2 separate regions of the Mus musculus genome follow, and region 1 is linked to region 2. The links are chromatin contacts, called in public HiChIP or PLAC-seq maps. All regions are on one chromosome and are shown on one strand. Each heading gives the region's core, a stretch centred on a gene start, on an enhancer-like site or on the middle of the called end of the contact. The rest is flanking DNA. Distances are from core to core; before and after follow the strand shown. Region 1 overlaps Plppr1 (phospholipid phosphatase related 1). Region 2 overlaps Plppr1 (phospholipid phosphatase related 1).

Region 1 (5,241 bases), core at 1,271-3,770, 70 kb after region 2:
TGCCCCTGTAGAAGTCACGTCACATTGAGCTAGCTCAGTTGCAACCTTACCTTCATTTATTTCATTTTTCTCTCTACCGAGGTCAAAAATCAGACAGACAGCTCTGGAGGGAGACTGCTTCAAGGACATAAAGCTTGCATATCCAAGTGAGCCAGTCGAGTGATTTAACATTTAGACATTATCATTTTATGAGAGTGCTAAAGTAAACATTTCTGTGACTGAACCCATTGCTGTTACCAGGACAGACTAATCCCAGTATCTTAGTCCCCATTCTGTCCTTTCCTTTTCAATAGTTGCTCTCCAACTCATCCACCTCACCTCTGACATGCCTTCTGCTCTCCTTTATCCAAGGCCTAAATAAAAATACCAACTAGCGTCCTGAAGAGCAGCGCGATGGCTCAGACATTTAATTCAAATGCTGTCCTGAGTGGAAATGCTTCCACTCAGGAAAGGCCTTATGATGAGAAAGTGATCATAATTTTGAGGATATAGCAGTAATGAGTTGTCATACTTTAAATTTATTAAAAATCATCAACCCAGCCTCAGAGGAGCCCTTAACTACCAAGACTTCAGGAGAAGGGAGAGTAACATTGATGAGATGCAGCATAATATATCAGGGTGGCTGCAAACCTTAGGTCTAGAGAGCAGCGCATCTGGCTCTCCTCACTGATCTCTCCTAGACAAGACAAGACAAGGTTGCCATTGGATTTAAAAATGACTTCCTAAAGTTCCTAGCATACCTTTAGTGCCAGGGAGTACAGAACCTGGTAGAAACTACCCTTCACCAACTTTGGCATCGCAGGACGAATGTCCTCATCTGAGAATTATGACATTCCATTGAGAATCCCTGTACGAACTCTTCTAGAGGGAACCGGACATAACTTCTATATCTCCCTTCCTTGCTTATCAGCCCTAGAAAGAGGAGAAAGCATAGATAGAAGGCATGTGCCTCAAAAGTCAGAAGACCTCAGATAAAACAAGGAAGAAAGTAAAACTCTGTCTAGAGTGGACTGGCTCTGACATGAAGCAGTGGTTTAGTCTGGAACTGGGTTGTGCTCCCTTCTGTTTTCTATGTATATCATTTTCATATGTGTTCAGACATGAATTGCTGATTGACCCATTGAGTTACTAATGTATTTTCTTCTTTTCTTCCTAGTTTCAGGGAATATTATCATTCTCTTTATCTTCCTATAAATGTATTGAGATTTTGCCCATTTAAAACAAAAAGATATCTAAGGTCAATGAATCATTAACAAATGTGAGCAAAAAATAGCATCAGAAAACAATATAATTATTAAATATAATAAAAAATTCGTCAAAGTGTTAAGTGCACATAAAAGTGGAAAAGGAAAATATGGGAAACTATTTGGAGGGAGGACCGATTTGGGCCAGGGTAAGGAGAGCAAGGGTGGATCAATGTGACCAAAGAATGATGACAAATGTATGAAAATTTTATAATGAAAAACATTGTTTTGTATACCTAAAAGGAAAGAAAGCATTTTATAATTGATGTATACTCTGCAGGTGTTGTCTGCATGAGTGACATAGCAACCCAGTGAGCTGGAACAGGGCTACGCCAACGAACACAGGATACTGAGTTTACAGGTCCATTCACCTTTCAGTTGAGGACACTGAGGCACAGTTTGGCTAAACGTTGTCCTCAAGGTTCCATTTTTCTATAAACAGATGGACAGCGATCTTCTCACTGGGTCCTGTTTTTGTTTTCCCTCTCATGTTAGGGGCATTGCTGAGAACCAGGGCTGAGCACAGCTGATGGGTTCATAGCAGAGAGCCGTCTAATCCTCAGTCTAGTCGTCTAGTCACCAGTGATCTTCCCTCGGGATCTCAAAATTAGTGAGCAGCCGCAAGCCAGGGCTCCTCTGAAAGGGAAAGGAGCTGCGTTCACTTCCGGTGTCAGTGAGACACGACTTGCTCAACGGCAGCCAGAATGGCGTGTCAGGGCCTCCGAGTGCTGGAGTACACTTCAGCACAGACTCAGAGGCCCCCAGCTTCACTGCCTTCAGTGAGCAGTCATCTCCCACAAACTGGGGGGGGGGGGGGGGGGGGACGGGGGACGGGGACACGGGACGGGGAGGCAATAGCTGGTGTTTCTAGTTGCTTAGCTTCTTGCAGGTTCTCATCCCTACACTTCAACGGGGATCAGGTTCAGTGATTTCCAGGACCCCTCTAGTTCTCAGATGTCATGAGAACACAAAAAGGAAGATTTTGATGAGAGTCTCCACATTAGGTTCTCAGCAAGTCAGAGCTTCCTTTCTGGATCCACTTCTGTGTTTCTGGGCTTTGCATGTGTCACAGAATTAAAGCTCTTACTTGTTTCTCCTTCAAAGACTCCTCTGTGCTCCCTGGAGTATAATGAGAGCAGGACCCTCTTTGAGTGGTCTGTATGGTAACTAGCAGTGATTTAAAAAAAAAAAATTTACCTCTAGCTGGATTGTCCTTGGCTTTCTGTGCATCTGCAAATAACGACAGTGGCTGAACTGAACGTCACACTCCTATGACTCCACATATGGCCATTAACAGCCCCATTCACAGCTGCATATACTCAGGGGAGGGATGAGGGTAAAGACTGTACCATTTGACCTGTCAGCTTCCTGGTTTCCCTTTTAGGCTTTCCTGTCAAAACATATCAACCTCATATTGAGGCAAGGCCACTTGGGATCGCGTGCACGGGGCCAGTGCCACCGTTTTATCAGGTCTTTAGGAAATGTTAAAGCTTAGAGAATTTATTGTGTCCAGAACTGTTTATCCCACAGTGGTAACCCATACTTCAAAGAAACCTGCAGGGTGTGCTCTGACTACCTGGACAGCTTGGCTAAATAAGTACTGCCTTGGGCCTTCTGAATAAACTCAGCCTCTCAGGCAAAGGAAGGGAGCCAGAGAGCCTGCTTGAATAAGAGGATTTACTGGGCAGAGAATCTGATCTACCCTTATTTTATCTCAGTCCCAGTGGCACAAGGCATGAGAAGATAGCTATTAAACCTTTCTCTTGGCCTTACAATGAAGTGACTGGGGAGTATTTAGCATTGAAGAAGCAGAACATTTGACTCCCTGCCCAAGAGAATTGAAATCGCTCACAGCTTACACTCCAGTGCTTACACACACGCGCGCGCGCGCGCACACGCACACACACACACACACACACACACACACACACAGAGGCTACTCAGCAACAATTGCAATTTCCTCAGGAAGGAAAAGCTAAACACAATTTGATACAAAGCCACAGTTTAGCTGAACTTGCAAATCTTCATGTGTACATTTGTGCAAGCTCTTTGAATCAAATGCAAGACTAGCTGCAGATCAGAGTAGACTGTCACTGCCGCGGACCATTGGCTGGCTGATGAAGGCCACAGCTGCTGAAGTAAAGGAGACATTGTTACATTGTTGGCTGTGTGCTCCTTCAGAATTTGCCTCTTCCGGGCTCTGAACAGTCTCCTGTGTTAAGATTCTTTGACATTTTTAAGTCACATCCATTTCCACTGTACTGCACGTGACTTCTTAAATAAAAAAAATTCTCTTACCACTGTTGCTACTATACTCGGTCTTTACAACTTACACTCTCTTCTGGAGCAGACAGACAGACAACCCAATTAAGTTTTTTTGAATTGAAAAAAAAAAAAACTTTAAAAAAATTCCACATTTTCTGTCCATATTAGAGGTTAGTGATCCTGATTTCCTTTAGTGATGTTTGTTCGTTAGTTTGGTTATTTGTTCATTTGCTTGTTCATTGCATGATTTTGAGCTACTCCTAGTGTAAAGGTATGCCATCCAATGACTGCTGACTGGTGACATGTTAGAAAGATTGACCATTTGATTGTTTTAGGATTTTTTTGTTTCTGTCTTGTTTTTGTCACAAATGTTTGCCTAGAAATTTGGACTTGTTAAATTACCTGGACATTACAGTGAGCTTTAGTTTTTTATTGACAGCAGGATTTTAGTGAAACTATTTCAAGATTCCATTTTTCTTGTCCAACAAAACAAATGGTGTCAGTGAACTTCGTGGTTTTTGGAATATATGGTTTGGCTTTTCTACAACACCATGCAGAGTCTCAACAGCTCTCTGAGCAGGTAGACGTAGCTCTTGGACCAGGTCAGAAGTCAATTGCTAGTATTTTATCAGAGGCACTGAATGGTTTTCGAAACACTATCATACCAACAGCATTGCCTACTTGAGCTGTTAAAAGGCACGGGAAGTGTCTAGTGATAGTGCCTATTATTTGTTTCTATCTATGTATGATAAAGCAAAAGTCGGTAATTCTTGAGCTAATCAAAGTTTTGGAAGTAAAGGAAGCAGAGCCTCCCTGCAGATCTAGAGGACATGGCACTCATTGTGAAAGCTGAAAGTCCAGAATAAAGGGTACTCTCACAATGCTGGCAACTTCTCTATATTGTTTTCCTCATTTCCTCGGTCACTTTTAAAATCTACAAAAATTTGAATGTCTATGACTATGGAATTCTCCCAGGCAGAATATTGAGTATTAGCTCTCACAGTAGCTGAAGGTGCTATGCAAGCTCCCAAGGGAGAATAGAAGTTTATAATTATACCCAGCTGTAATACCCATGGACCACAACAATAGCCCATGTGGAATGATGTGCTCACAAGGGTAAAATAGTGGCACTTATGTCTTGGAGATACCCAAAAGCCATCTAATTGGACTTAAGGCTTGGTCCATGGGAAAACCATGACTGGTAGGTAAACAGCCAACTTACCTTAGCTGGAAAGTCCATGCAGCCCACAGGAGAATCTGTTACTGCCACTCTGCTAAATTAGGATGACCTCTAATTGCATTCTAAATAATTATCCTTACACCCACAGAGAAGTGTAATTCCCACCCCTCATCAAAAGAGTTTTTTGGTTTTTTTTGTTTTTGTTTTTGTTTTTTTTTTTTGGTGGCAGACAGAATCATATCAAATATCCACAACTGGTCAAATGCAGAGAACTGTTAACTGTGGGGTGCCTGGTCCTGTGTATTACATTTACAACTCAGAGAATATTATGGTAGAGGAGGCAGAAAGATTGTAAAAGCCAGAGGACTAGGATGTCTGCTACATGATAGTATCTTCCATATATGACAAGGAAACTGCATCTATGAAATTCCAACAATATGTCTGTCTAAACAAGTCCTGGATAATGACAATACAGCTGACATGCCAGTGTGAGTGGGGGAAATCTCACAAGGCCTCATCCCTAGATGAAGAGCCTCAAACAATTTCGATGAT
Region 2 (5,798 bases), core at 828-3,327:
GTTGACTGTACTTGCAAGTTTTATTGCCCGTGTTTGACAATTCATTCCTCTCAGATTGAACCTATCAGATGATGATGATAAATCATATCCTGGAGATAAATAAATAATACAATGTTTGCCAAGAACTTGATTTTGATTTCCTTAGGGTGGAAGGGAAGTAACCGTGCATCACTCTTTGGGCATTGAATGCCATCTGTGTCCGTTGCCTTAAGTGTCTCTGATTTGGGAAGAAGGATGTCTCTGTACCTGCATTTCTAACCTGAGCTTGCAGCTTCTTAGATTAAGTCATTTTACCTGTTTGTATATGAGCCTCACATTTTGATTCTTTCAGATTTGTATACCTAATTCATATTGAAAGTTTTGTCTCCAGTTTTTAAATAAATAAATAATAGTGAAATAAATAAATAAAATAATAAACTGGTTTCTGCTTATAGAAAAATATCAGAATCTTATTGTCTTCTAAAATGAAATGGAAAATATATAAGTTGTTATGAAGCTTTCTGGACTCAAGTCCTGGCTCTATTGTTTGTTGCCGATACAAACTTGTTTGTCCTTTAAGATTTCAGTTACTTTGTTAAACAGAAAGAAATAGGAATGCATCATGAGAGCTTTTGAAAAATTAATGAGGTGAGGCACCCGAGCATTCTTGCTGAGTAACACATGCTTGACAAGAATAATTTTAAAGTAACAGTTTTGGCACAAAGATGAAAGTAAGCCAATTATACACTTGTGCCTGTGTGTACTTGCATAGACACACACACACACACACACACACACACACACACACACACACCAAAAACCGACAGAAGAGACAGCCTCTGGGTAGTTTAATCCTGCTATATGTGAATTTTGGGGGCTTACATGATTTTAGGAAGAAACTTTACTAGATAGCAGAACAATGAATTTATATGGCTTTTAAATTACAGTGGCAAATATTAATGATAAAATTTTTTGCCTATACTTTTCTGGACAAACATCACTTAATGGTGTTTTTGGTGCAATCAATATTCAGTTGTCCATTTTGGTAAGTATCATGGTCCCCAGGCTAGTTTTAAAGGCAGAACTCCATTCTTGGTTTTTGATTTTCTGAGGGAGTGAGTGAGACTCCTTTAGAATGGGTCCAGGTCCCAGTTAAAACAAGATCTCACAAAATAAGAGAAGTGAGGACCAGCAAGATGATCTTGTCCTGAATGCCAAGGGACCAGGAGCTGAGGAAACCAACTGGGAGTGAGTTTGATCAAAGACGTGGGGTTGGGAATCTGGTTTCCTACATCCCCATGCTGCCTTCTCTGATCACCTCAATGGTTAGTTCTCCTTCCTGCAACTCTTGGGAGAAGTACGTGCTTCTATGAAGTACAACAAACAAACAACAACAACAACAACAAAATCAAACAAACAAACAACCCTCAACCTCAGAAGTAAGAAAGAGGAGACTGGGAAAGGGATGAGCAGAGTAAGAGTGTCTGTGCTCTCGTGAGCATGTTAATGAAATGAATTAATTATAATGAAATCTCTTCCTTTCAGAGATCTCAGCCCCTTCCCATCCACAGATACTGATATTCTATCATCAAATACATCATATTTCCTTAAAACTGTATGCTTAAAACATTAGTAGAACAATATTTATGATCCTATATAAAAGAAATTTGTCTTCACATGTTAACTTCCAAAAGAAAAATCTGAAGAACAAAGAAGAAACTGACTGGCCCAAGGCAACACAGCTTCCGACATTAAAGTTTGGAGCTTTACAATATAAAGTATTCTTTTCTTTCACTGTGTATATATAGCTATCACTATTACAGTGAACTGCTGAACTTTGTCCAGTGGAGAACCAGTTAAATTATTGGTTCTCAGCCTCTGGGCCATGATTCCATATTGGTTACATATTGGATATTCTGTATATCAAATATTTACTTTATAATTCATAATAGTTTCAACATTACAATTATGAGGTCACAATGAAATAATTTTATGGTTGTGATCACCACAACATGAGGAGCTGTGTTAAAGAGTTGCAGCATTAGGAAGATTGAGAAGCAGTGGATTAGAGAGAAGTTCTTGTTTATGTCTTCAGGGACCAGAAGGAAGACACATTGAACTGTGGAAGTGTGAACTTCCTTTCCTAGAATCTGTCTTCCTTGAAGACCCTAAAAAACATTTTTACATTTTGATCAAGATAGATTTCAACTCCCTAAAGCTCTTTGCAAAATCCTTTGACTTGATGGAGACTTACATTGACTAGTGAGACTCAGAAAATACTCTGAGCTCTTGGTATTAGATGACATTTTTTTCTAAAAAGATTTGCTTGCTTTTATTTTTATGTGTATGAGTGTCTGTACACCGCATGTATGCTTGGTGCCCACAGAAGTAAAAAGAGGGCATCACTTCCTCTGGAACTGGGATTACAGACTGTTATGAGTTGCCATGTGGGTGCTAAGACCTGAGCCATCTTTCCTAGTTCCAATATAACACTGTTTGTAAAAATGCATTTTGAATGAATTCAACTAGACTTTTATACAGTAAAAATATAATCAGCAAAGTCTTCATAATTTAGCTGTACAGAACTTCAGCATTTTGACATTATTTGGCTTGGATTTCATCATCATCATCATCATAGGACTTGCCTGATGCAGTCAAAGCTCCTTTGTATTCTTTCTTATAGGATTTCATTTCCCTCTTTGCCCGTTCAGAATTCACTACCAATCTAAGTTTGGTGAATACAGTTTTGTAACATGTAAATATTTTGTACATATGCATTAGTGTACATTGTGCCTTAATATGTCAAAATACTGAAAACAATTATAGCTGCACTGTTGAAGCATCTAAAGAACATAGTACATATAATTATAACTGTATAAAAGATTAGACAATGTACACAAATTGTCTCCCAAGTTATTAATTCTTGCTGTATAGAATAGATTCTGCCACTGTAACTCGCTGTACCTAAATGCTGGTGGCTTGACTAACATACAGGCTACTTTCTTACACTGTGGTTGTTGATAAGAGATGTCTGTTCATCTCATCTCATTCTCTTCAGGACCAAATCCTTTGGAGCCTCCATCCCAGAGTGGTTCCATGTTTATTTTTATAAGGTGAAACAATCTTGCAGACTCATAAAACTGACCTTTAAAGCTCATATTTGATCAGGTATGTCATTACCACTAGCATTTCATTATCAAGAGCCATAAGCATATGGCCATTTCCCATTACATCCAACATAGAAATGAACAGTGGAAAGAGAGAAAGTCTTTTTTTTTCAGCCTAAGTTGTGTATCACTAAGTGTCCTCATGAGTTCTTTTTCCACTAAAAATGAAATCCTGTCTCATTTACATGTTACAGGTTTACTTAGTCAAGTTCCAGTTAATAAGACACTGGAAAATGTTTGCGGAGATTTTATCTATTAATGATTTATGTGGGAAACCCCATTGTTCCTCAAGCAGAAACAACTTTCCATGAGGTAGTATATTGGAGATAGGACTCTAGCTTGAACTTGATTGGGAGAGGATTAACACACCCTTCAGATTCTAAGTATCTTTCAGCTCAGACATAGCTGTGTGAGCATGGACCATATAGACCAAAGCAGTTTCCTTAATACACCAACTAGATCTCTGAGCCTATAAAAATAGGAGATAGAAATACTCCCTTTTTTAAAGGGATGGTTAACATATCAGTTTTTGGACAAAGTAGATTGGCAATATGCTGCAAATCCGAAAGTATATAAATCTATCTTCCAGAAATAATCATAAATGAACAGACTTTGGTACATGGTGATTCATTACTTTATCATAAAGTGGTCTGTAATGCTGAAAAATAAAAGTTCTGATATTAAAATACAGGCAGTGTATTTGAAGATGCTTGTTCATTATATAGTGGAACCAGATAAATCCATGAAAGTCATACTGTATGAAGTAGGTGATCCTATGAGAAATTAGTAAGATTAGCTAGTTCAGTGAATGGGAAGGGAATGAATTCAGAATGGCTGTGATCTGAGTTTCCCAGGCTTTGTTAGCCTGTGAACATTAATGGCAGGCCTCATGGTATTGATATGACCCAGTATGCCACTGACAGTTGATAACATCTGGACTACTAGTACAGGATTCTAACAGCCCCACAGGTGTGCCTGGAATTTCTATCTTCACTCATGAAGGAGTCTCCTTTATATTGGATGGTTGGTTGGTTGGTTGGTTGGTTGGTTGGTTGGTTTTGTGATGCGGCCTGACTCTTTCTACTTAGTTGGACTAGAACTCCCTGAATAGACAAGGCTGGGCTCAAACTCACAGAGACCTACCTACCTCTGCCTTCTGAGTGCTTGTATAAAGGCACATGCCACCACATCCAGATTGGGGCGTTGTATCTTAAACTTCTGCATATAGACCTTCTTTTCATAGGACTGAGGCATAAAACCATGTACTTGTTAGAGGATCAATACTGAAAAGAAGACAACTCCTTGTCTCTCTCCTCATGTTCAATATTGCCATGTGGACTCATTCACAGAAACTGAGTTTTGTGGCCCATAAGCCTTATTAAGCTCACAGCCATCCTATGCCTATTAGATTAGTAGCATTAAACACTGTAGTGCCAAATAATATCTTAGCCCAGTAATCTCTCATGCATATAGAATAGCACAGACTTAAAACTGGACACGATTTTGAAAATATGTATGTGTGATTTGAGAATCAGTGGACAAAAGCTATGTTTATTTTTTCACTGCAACAAACAGATTGGGAAAAGATCTTTACCAATCTTACATTCAGTAGAGGGCTAATATCCAATATATACAAAGAACTCAAGAAGTTAGATTCCTGAGAACCAAATAACCCTATTAAAAATGGGATACAAAGCTAAACAAAGAATTTTCAACTGAAGAATACCGAATGGCTGAGAAGCACCTAAAGAAATGTTCAACCTCCTTAGTCATCAGGGAAATGCACATTAAAACAACCCTGAGATTCCACCTCATACCAGTCAGAATGGCTAAGATTAAAAACTCAGGTGACGGCATATGCTGGTGAGGATATGAAAAAGAGGAACACTCCTCCATTGCTGGTGGGATTGCAAGCTGATACAACCCCTCTGGAAATCAGTTTAGTGGTTCCTCAGAAAACTGGACATAGTATTACCTGAGGACCCAGCAATACCACTCTTGGGCATATACACAGAATATACTCCAACATGTAATGAGGACACATGCTCCACTGTGTTCACAGCAGTCTTATTTATAATAGCCAGAAGCTGGAAAGAACCCAGATGTCCCTCAACAGAGGAATGGATACAGAAAATGTGGTGCATTTACACAATGGACAACTACTCAGCTATTATGAAATTCTTAGGCAAATGGATGGACTGCACCACCTGGAAATCCTTCCCATATACAGTCACCAAACCCAGACCCTATTGTGGATGCCAACAAGGGCTTGCTGATAGGAGCCTGGTATAGTTGTCTCCTAAGGGGCTCTACCAGTGCCTGACAAATAGAGGTGGATGCTCTCATCCAACCATTGGACTGAGCACAGGGTCCCCAATGGAGGAGCTAGAGAAAGGACCCAAGAAGCTGAAGGGGTTTGCAGCCCCATAGGAGGAAAAATATAAACCAACCACTACCCCCAAAGATCCCAGGGACTAAACCCCACCAACCAAAGAGTACAAATGGAGGCTCCAGGCATCCAGCTGCATATTCAGCAGAGGATGGCCTTTTTCGTCATCAATGGGAGGAGAGGCCCTTGGTCCTGTGAAGGTTCTATGCCCCAGTAGAGGGGAATGTCAGGACCAGGAAGCAGGAGTGGGTGGGTTGGTGAGC

What was found. HiChIP or PLAC-seq counts read pairs in DNA pulled down with a chosen protein or histone mark.
Region 1: an H3K4me3 HiChIP or PLAC-seq map of the 230-238 cell line shows a contact between it and region 2, with 28 read pairs. The contact joins two enhancer-like sites. A contact is called at or near these places in 3 of 39 promoter capture datasets (the C10 cell line and pre-B cells) and 1 of 115 datasets of contacts at active chromatin or transcription factors (the 230-238 cell line).

The regions. Positions count from the first base shown.
Region 1 is chr4:49,282,946-49,288,186 of GRCm38.p6, forward strand. All of the region lies in intron 3 of Plppr1 (phospholipid phosphatase related 1), which reads left to right. Among named protein-coding and RNA genes, the nearest start is that of Gm22685, 3.7 kb to the right of the region's middle. Within about 2 kb of position 2,521, at least 36 of the 459 cell types and tissues checked have an H3K27ac peak or open chromatin away from gene starts, as enhancers often do. A contact at or near this core is called in the 230-238 cell line, where this site is marked.
Region 2 is chr4:49,213,889-49,219,686 of GRCm38.p6, forward strand. All of the region lies in intron 2 of Plppr1 (phospholipid phosphatase related 1), which reads left to right. Among named protein-coding and RNA genes, the nearest start is that of Gm32657, 29 kb to the right of the region's middle. Within about 2 kb of position 2,078, at least 3 of the 459 cell types and tissues checked have an H3K27ac peak or open chromatin away from gene starts, as enhancers often do. A contact at or near this core is called in the 230-238 cell line, where this site is marked.